2 separate regions of the Callithrix jacchus genome follow, and region 2 is linked to region 1. The links are chromatin contacts, called in public Hi-C maps. All regions are on one chromosome and are shown on one strand. Each heading gives the region's core, a stretch centred on a gene start, on an enhancer-like site or on the middle of the called end of the contact. The rest is flanking DNA. Distances are from core to core; before and after follow the strand shown.

Region 1 (4,325 bases), core at 1,337-3,836:
TGGAGGCGGAGCAAATGATGAAGGAGGCCGACAAGGATGGGGACGGGACCATTGACTATGAGGGTGAGTGGGCTCGAGCCCTGGGAGCTGCTGGCTGGGCCAGGGCAAGCTGCTGACCTGCCTCTCTGACCCCAGAGTTCGTGGCCATGATGACTGGAGAGTCCTTCAAGCTGGTCCAGTAGGCACAGCTGCTGCAGCCGTGGGAGGCCTGCCCGGGAAGGCCACTGCCCCTGCCACCTGTCCACCCACTCCCCCAGCTCTGTATAAAATAAATGTTCCAGCCTGACCTGTGTGTGCCTCACTGTTCCAGCCTGTGGTGGGGGGCAACGGGCAAAGGCATGGGGCTGGAGGAGAAGTTTTTCTGGCCCAGCCATGGGAACACAGCCCCAGTCACTTCTGCCACGACACCTGACACCACTCATTGCCCAGCTCAGGGCTAGGAATGGCAGCCTGAAGGCTGGACGGGGTACAGGCTGGGAACCACTCGCTCGCCCTGCCTGCTGGCACTGGGGGTTGGCTACCCAAGGGTTCCTCCCAGAGCTCTGGAGTCCCAGAGTCCTTCCCACATAGGCAGAGCCCACTTACATACAAACTTTATTCTCTCTCCAAGAAGATGCAGATGTCACAGCTGGCCTTGAGCTCCCACCCAAGGCTCAGGCCCAGGGGGCTTCCTCCAGCCTGAGAGTCTGCTGGGGCTGGGCAAGGGGCTGAGGCTGAAAGCAGCAGCCTGCCTCAGGGGTGACGCCATGCAGCCTGCTGGGCTGGCTGGCGGTGTAACACAGTACCTGGGCCACAGCAATGTTCTGGATGGTGGGGTGGGCTGCGGGCCCTTGGCTCCAAGTGCCAGTTCTCCGAGCTCTGGTCTGTTCTCCTACCTCCTTCAAGGGGCAGCAGAGCTACAGGGTGGGTATTGGGTACTGGGGCCTGATTCTTGTGGCATTAGAGTGGTCTCTAGGCCTGAGGCCCCAAGGGGAGGACTGGGTTTCTGGGAGGGTGCCGGCCCTTCCTCTCTGGGCTTGGCCATCTTGACAACTTCATTGTAGGAGGGTGGAGGCTCAGGGTAGTACAGGCTGTAGGCAGGAGGAGCCATGGAGTCGGGGTCCAGCTCCCCGAAGGGCAGGGGCAGCTGCGTGCCCAGTGGGTACTCCATAGAGCTGTAGGCTGCAGGGAACCAGAGTGGGTGGTTTGGCATTTACCCCGACATCTCTACACCCACCAGGCGGGCCCCTAGGCACTCACAGGTCACAGTGCTGTGTACAGGGCTGTCACTGTCCATCGGGATGACCACCAGGTCGTAGGGCTGCCGTGCTGGTGGCAGATGTGGCCGGGCCTGCACCTGCTTCCGGAGACAGCAGAAGCGGACACAGCCAGCTGTGACCCCGCACAGCAGCAGCAGGAGGACTGCCAGCAGGACCAGCCTAGGACAGCAAGTCCCCACCACTGGACTGACCCTCAGCCACCGGGCACCTGCACCGTGGGGAATGCCGTGGCACAACCACCCAAGACAGGTTAACAGGATAAAAAGCAGATAATGTCTCTCCACGTCGGAGGCTGCTGTGGCCAGAATCTGGCCTCTGGCTGCTGGGCCTGCCCTGGCTGTCTCTCTCAGGCTACAAGGATGGCCTTGGGCTCACTCCCAGGACGTGCTGCCCTCAGCGGCTGCCCCACTGCTGACCGGGATCGTGAGGGCTTCCCGTGGAGGCCAGGCGGGAGGAGTGGGAGGTAAGTCCTGCTTGCTCGAGGCCAGTTCCAGCCAGTGGCTGGGGCTGGGTGACAGCGGAGGGAGGCGGCCTGTTGAGGTAAGGGCCTGGCGGGAGTGGCCTCGGTGACCCCCGCCCCAGAACCGTCGGACGCACGGCTCAGCCGCGGCCTCCACTTACCCCACATGCCACAGGCTGCTCCAGCGGGCCTGAGGCGGGCACCTGCGGGGACGGCGGCACCTGGAGCAGGTGGGTCACCGGTCCGCCGACGACGACGCCCGCGCCTCCCCAAGGGTGGGGCCGGCCCCGGCTCCCTCCCGCCCCGACTTACTGGTCCGAGGGGTCGCAGCTTCGGTCCGCGAAACCCAGCGCCACCTGTGGGGACAGGGGTGAGCCCGAGAGGGGCGTGGTCCGAGCACGGACCCGGCCCACTGTGGCCGAACCGAGAGAGGGCGCGGCCCGACCCACCTGCGGCAGCGTCAGGAGCAGCAGCAGCAGTAGCCGGAGCCCGAGGGCCGGCAGCAGCCCTAGAGCCATGCTCTGAGGAGGTTGGAACAGAGCCCGGCGGCGAGGCTCTATGGAGCCCCGCCCACCACAGGACACACCCATCACAGAACACGCCCACATAACGCCCCCCTCAGCGCAAACCCCACCCGCCGGGCCTCGCTGGCCTCAGGCCCCGCCCACAGGAGAGCACGCCTACTGGACGCCCCACGCAGCGTAAATCCTGCCCACCGGGCCCCGCTCGCTACAGGCCCCCCCCCTCAGGGGGGGCACAAGCCTGCAAGACGACCCACTCTTACAGGACGCCCCACGCTTACAGGACGCCCCATGCTTACCGGACGCCCCACGCTTACCGGACGCCCCACGCAGCGTAAACCCCGCCCACTAGGCCTCGTTCGGCGCGAGCCCCTTCGCCACAGGCCCCGCCCACAGGAGGCGTCGCTCGCAAGACGCCCACTCGCTGGGCCTCCTCTCAATGCAAACCCCGCCCACTACCGCACCCAGTGTAAACCACGCCCACAGTCCCCGCCCAACGCAATCCCCTCCCACTGGGCCACGCCCAACGTGTTCCGAGGTCTCGTCCGTCGCTAGCCTAACTCCGCAGCTCCACCCGAGAGGCGATGGTGGGCGGGGTTCGCCCTCAACCCGGGCAAGGCGCCCCAACCCCGGCCGAACCCGGCCTGCTTTGCAGCTGGTCTGGGCTTGGCCCGGGGACCCTCGGGAGTTGGCCTAGAAAGTCGTGGCTCCCTTGGGTGTGGTTCCTGGGGTCCAATCTCGCACGCAGGCTCCAGGTTGAACTGGAGGGTCTCGCCACCGGGATGCTGGGCTTCCCGAACGCGGTGTTTGGACACTGATTGTGCACCTGTGCTGCAGGAACTGCCTGCGGGCTGGCCCTCGAGGCTGGAGCCTGGACCTGGCTCTGGGCCCTTGAGGCGCTGGGTGCAGACCACTTTCCTACAGCACTTGGCCTTGGGGACCATGCCCCACCTGGGGAATGTGGCCTCTATTCCCATTCCCTCAGCCTGCAATGCCTGCTACTCACTGTGCCGGGGGCCATTTCTTCCAGGGGACCCCTGACCCTTATCCCTCTGCTGCCAAGCCAGGGCCCCTGTTAGGCTCTTGCTGCCCTCTGCTCCCCGTGGGACCAGCAGCACACTGTCTTTCTGGTAGTCAGGCTAAGGGGCAGGGTCCATCTTGCTGCAGGAGGAGCACCCACCCCTTACTCAGAACACGTTCCACGTGTGGGCGCTGCTCAGTGTCCCCACCCCGACAAGGGCAGTGACCCTGGAGGGCAAGGCCTCCTCTGAGTGGATCTTCTGCCCACACCTGCCCTTCACCGCCTTGCTTCCTCCACTGCTGGGCTCTGCCCGAAGCTGCCTTGTACCTCCCAGAGCCTGTGCCATGGCCCTCAAGGGCCCTTCCTGCCTGCCCAGGGTGGGTAACCTCCCATATAGTCACCGAGGAATGAGAACTAAGCAGAACCCCGGCACAGTTAGGGCTTGAAGAATATCTCACTTTATAGTGTTACTACTCAGCAATTTCCTTTTATATAATCCTTTATATAATCATATTTAGTTTATAGAATTAGGGCTTGGGGGCCGGGTGTGGTGGCTCACGCCTGTAATCCAAGCACTTTGGAGGCCAAGGCAGGTGGATCACCTGAGGTTGGGAGTTCAAGACCAGCCTGACCAACATGGTGAAACCCCATCTTAAAAAAAGAAAAAAGTAAAAAAAAAAAAAAAAATTAGGGCTTGAAGAATCCCTTTATATAATCCTCTCTATATAATCATATAATAGTAGATAGTATGAGTGCCTAAAGAATATTTCCCTACATATATAATTATATCTTAGCTCATAATTGGAGGAATGCCTAGAATGGACACAGTACAGAGCATGAATTAAGGAATAAGTAGTTTATAATTGGAGGAATGCCTAGAGCAGACACAGTGCAGAGCATGATTTAAGGGACAGTCATACCATACTGAATCCATGGCCCAGGCGCCAGCGTTCAGTATCATAAAGATACCCACTGTGTGGCAGGCTTGGGGCGAGAGCCTCTCCTCCTGATAAAGGAGTTGTAGGACCTTGCTCCAGTTCTTGGTGAAGGATGCCCTCAGACCG
Region 2 (4,302 bases), core at 1,615-4,114, 110 kb after region 1:
TAGCCTGGGGTCTGCAGGGCTCAGGGGCCAAGCTTCTCCCAGCCCCACTCCCTTTCTCCCCTCCACCCGCCTATCATCTGGAGCTGGTGAGTCCGGTGCTGGCTCCTTCCAGAGCCTGTCTGTGCCTGCAGGAGCCTTAGGAGAGAAAGGGGTGACCCTCCCCATTGGCTGCGAGGGTCCCTCAGGGCCAGTCTGGCAAATGTGAGGCCAGCAGCATCAGCCTCTCTCCCTCTCCTCTGGGTGACTCTGCTCAGGACCGGCCTGTCCTGTGGCTGTACCTAGGGCCGAGTCCCCTGACACTTCCGGCCGTGTGGTTGGTGGGTAGAGCAGGGTCTCAGTCTCTCTTCTGAGACTGGCTGTGGGTCCTGTAGCTGCCAAAGCCTGATTCCCTAGAGTCCCGCGGTGGACTGGGCTGGGCAGGGACGGTGGGGCTGATGGTGGCTGTCCCCGCAGCCGGCCAGTTCCCGCGGCTCAGCCTGCACTTCCACCTGCGGAGGAACCGAGGCGTCTACATCATCCAGTCCTACATGCCCTCCGTCCTGCTGGTCGCCATGTCCTGGGTCTCCTTCTGGATCAGTCAGGCAGCAGTGCCCGCCAGGGTGTCTCTAGGTATGGGGCTTCACTGCTGCTCCAAGGGAGCTGGAAGGGGCACCTGGGAGCAGGACTCCCTACCCCTTGGCTGGGGGCCCAGCATTGGCCTCCGGACCCTGCCAACTGTTCTGGGGCAATGACCAGCCAGACCAGGCCAAGTCAGGGGAGCAGTACCTGCTCCCTGGGGTGGGCATGGGGATGTGGGTCACAGGCGCCGAGGCTGGGCCGGGCGGTGTGAGGGCAGGGCTACAGTGATGCACCCCCTGCGCCCACAGGCATCACCACGGTACTGACGATGACCACACTCATGGTCAGTGCCCGCTCGTCCCTGCCGCGGGCGTCGGCTATCAAGGCCCTGGATGTTTACTTCTGGATTTGCTACGTCTTTGTGTTTGCCGCTCTGGTGGAGTATGCCTTCGCGCACTTCAACGCGGACTACAGGAAGAAGCAGAAGCAGAAGGCCAAGGTCAAGGTCTCCAGGCCCAGGGCAGAGGTGAGGCCTGGGGCTGAGCCAGAGACAGTGCTATTGGGGGCCCCGACCAGGACCCCTCAGCTGCCCCCGCCCACTGCAGGTCCCTGCTGCGCTCCCTGAGTGTGGGGGGCTGGGGCCCCGTTTGGGAGTACCTGTGGTCCAGGGCCTGGGAGCTACACCCCAGCACTCAGCCCTGTCTCCCCCACTGGCCCTGTGCAGATGGATGTGAGGAACGCAATCGTCCTCTTCTCCCTCTCTGCCGCCGGCGTCACACAGGAGCTGGCCATCTCCCGCCGGCAGCGCCGCGTCCCAGGGAACCTGATGGGCTCCTACAGGTCGGTGGGGGTGGAGACGGGGGAGACCAAGAAGGAGGGGGCAGCCCGCTCCGGAGGCCAGGGGGGCATTCGCGCCCGGCTCAGGCCCATCGACGCAGACACCATCGATATTTACGCCCGCGCCGTGTTCCCCGCGGCGTTCGCAGCCGTCAATGTCATCTACTGGGCGGCGTACGCCATGTGAGCACAGGACCCAGGCCAACCTCGCTTGTCCTGCTGCCCAGAAACTTCCTGGGAGAAGGAGCCCTCAGGCCGTGTTTCGAGGTGGGATGACCCTCGGCCACAGAAAACAAGGGGAAGCTTCGGCCTCCTGAGCTTGGACCCCAGCCTCACCCGAAAGGACCGCCCGGAGCTCCCGGCAGGTGGCGTGAGACCCGCACAGACGAAGCAGCAGACAGTGTGACCAAGAGGCCGAGCCCGGCTGGGGTCTGGGCCCTACAGGAGCTGTGGATTTTTAGCCTCAGAAAGTGATCCTGGTTTCTAGGTCTTTGCTCTGCGGGGTCAGGATGAGCGCGTGGGAGGAGGCGGGATCGGACGTCCACCCGGTGAACAACAAAGGCGTCTGTGAGGTCTCGCTGGTCCCAGCATGAAATAAAGCCTTGGCCGGGGCCGGTTCCTTCTCTCTAACTATGCAGCACCTCACTCCCGTCCAGCTGCCTGGAGCCCACCCCAGCTGCCGGACACCCTTCTCCAGCTGCAGGCTCCTGGGCGGCGTTTGGTGGGAGCTAGCTGTGGAAGCTCACTGAACACCCAGGGCCGAACACACCTCACCCAGGGCCAGGCACACCTCACCTAGGGGAACAGAGGAGCAGGGTCCCGAGAAGCTGGGCAGGCTTCGGGAAGTGAGGAGCCAGGTTTTGTGATGCTGGCTTCACTGGGTCTCCTATCTGTGTCCCTGGGCTGTAATAAGGCCATTTTCTCCAGGGGTGCGAGGCAGGAGCCTGTGGTGACCCTGGGATGGAGTGAACTCAGGGCTGCTGGTCCCACAGCCAGGGCTTTTGAGGTGCCTTCCTGGGATCCTGGGGCTCAACACCAGACGGGGACAGAGACTTGGTGACACAGGGGCTCAGGGACTGCACCCCAGATGAGCCATGTCTGGGGTACTGACGGAGGGCCGAGGTGCAGAGGAGGCCTGGAGGGGGAGAGAGGGTCTGCTATCCCCTTGGTCCCTGGGCCCTTGTCCAGTGGTAGGTGCCACCATGGCCCCCTCTTGTATGTGAGGATAGGCTCTCGGAGGCCACCAAGGCCCCGTAAACACCACAGCCCCTTCCCACCTGTGGCCATTGCCACGGACACAGGGTGACCACCCTGCAGCCCAAGGACCCCTCCGGCCATCGGGCAGCTAATGGGCAGCTCTGAATGCGGGGTCCAGGTTTTCCAGGGTGCTGGGTCACAACTTGAGGAAGAGCCGGAAGGGAGCAGTTGGAGCATCTGCCAAGGCCCTGCCATTGCAGCAGGATCCAGGCATCTGGAGCCACCACACGGTGGCTTGCAAGGTGGCAAAGCCAGCCAGGCCAGTGCCCCGTGGAATCAGGGTGGCAACTGAGTCTGGGGGCCCCACCCCCATGACACCAAGGACCCGGGGTGACTGTATGAGCCACCTGTCTTCAGCATGACCTGTGGCTGCCCTGATGGGCTGAGCGGGCAGTGAGATCAGGTCGCCCCTGAGGCCCAGGCATTGCACCTAGGGATGGATGCAGGCGGAGCTGCCGCCCCCAGGGCCAGGCTGTGCCAGAGCAGATGAGGGCATTACCCCCTCCCACCCAGACCATGGCCCCATGCTGCACCTCTGTCCCCTGCTGGAACCCCCCACGCCACCTATTAACAGCCACTCCTCACTCCCAGGCTGTCATTTTGGGCCCCTGCTCTGCAGGGCAAGGCTGTGAGGTTCAGCAGGGCATCCTGGGGGTGGGACGGACCGGGCTCTGGTGCGGCCACAGATCAGATGCAAGCTTTGGGGCAAGCAGAGAACAGGTGGCCGGGAGCAGCAGAGCTGGATCTGGGTCAGCTTCGGCTTCGAGCCACCTCTTGACACCAGGGCAAAGCAGGCTGAGCCCGGCCAGCTCCCTGTCCAACGACAGGGACACCCCTGCAGGGCTGGCTCACCATTCCGCCTCTGGCCTTCTGCTCCCTGGGCCTCTCTGCAGGGTTCCGCTCCCTCCTCCCTGGAGCCCACATTGATCTGGGGAGAGGGCCCAGGCCGCAGATGGCACACCCTATAGCTACAGTCTGGGCCTGAGGCTAACACCACCGCCCCCCACCCCAGGCCTCCAGGCTCCTGACCCAGGGGCAGGCCTTCCACCCAGGGCAGCCGGGGGTTCGGCTCCAACTCCTGGGCCTTTGGGGGAAGGGTGGGTAGGTTCAAGATTCTGGGAACTATTTGGGGGTGGCCCCTGGACATGGAGGCTATTGGGCCACCCCTCACACCCCTCTCTGTTGGGAGGACCCTGGGCCCCATCTCTGCTTTGTCCTCCTTGTGGCCACAGGCTGCCCTCTTTCTCAGGCTCGTACCCACGGGAAGCTATTTAAAGCCAGCCTTTGCAACTGCCTCGGGCACCCACGCAACCAGGCCCTCCTGGGCAGCAGCCGTGCCTGATTTCTGCAACCAGCACACACTCCCCCCGGCAGGCTGCTGTTTCTGCCCACATATTTACAGGGCCAGGAAGAAGGACGGGAGGGTGCACGCTTTCAAACTCGACTTCTATTCCCTTTTATTCTGGTGGTGAGGGCAGGAGCAGACTGAAGGTGGGGGTGGGTCAGGGTTTGCAGCAGAAGGGAACCTGCCTGGGAGGGGGAGGCCATGTTGCCTGGGACGGAGGAACCTGGGGCTGAGGAACCTGGGGCTGAGGTTGATGGGCAGAGAGGCTGCCAGGACTCTGTGCGCCCTCATCCCAGCAGGGACAA

The links. A called contact is a pair of places that touch in the nucleus more often than the background predicts.
Region 2: a Hi-C map of skeletal muscle shows a contact between it and region 1, with 5 times the contacts expected there. The contact joins the enhancer-like site here to the promoter of TMEM52 in region 1. A contact is called at or near these places in 2 of 3 Hi-C or Micro-C datasets (induced pluripotent stem cells and skeletal muscle).

Annotation. Positions count from the first base shown.
Region 1 is chr7:39,987,278-39,991,602 of calJac240_pri, forward strand. TMEM52 (transmembrane protein 52) reads right to left here and starts at 2,587. Exons shown (of 6, transcript XM_054258693.2): 1 at 2,558-2,587; 2 at 2,169-2,240; 3 at 2,032-2,075; 4 at 1,881-1,922; 5 at 1,240-1,418; 6 at 582-1,161. The coding sequence starts at 2,237. The coding sequence ends at 881. CALML6 (calmodulin like 6) reads left to right here. Exons shown (of 5, transcript XM_035307392.3): 4 at 1-63; 5 at 136-286. The coding sequence ends at 182.
Region 2 is chr7:40,100,132-40,104,433 of calJac240_pri, forward strand. GABRD (gamma-aminobutyric acid type A receptor subunit delta) reads left to right here. Exons shown (of 10, transcript XM_078330070.1): 8 at 454-609; 9 at 867-1,084; 10 at 1,283-2,025. The coding sequence ends at 1,582. Among named protein-coding and RNA genes, the nearest start is that of GABRD, 11 kb to the left of the region's middle. Within about 2 kb of position 2,865, at least 4 of the 16 cell types and tissues checked have an H3K27ac peak or open chromatin away from gene starts, as enhancers often do. A contact at or near this core is called in skeletal muscle, where this site is marked.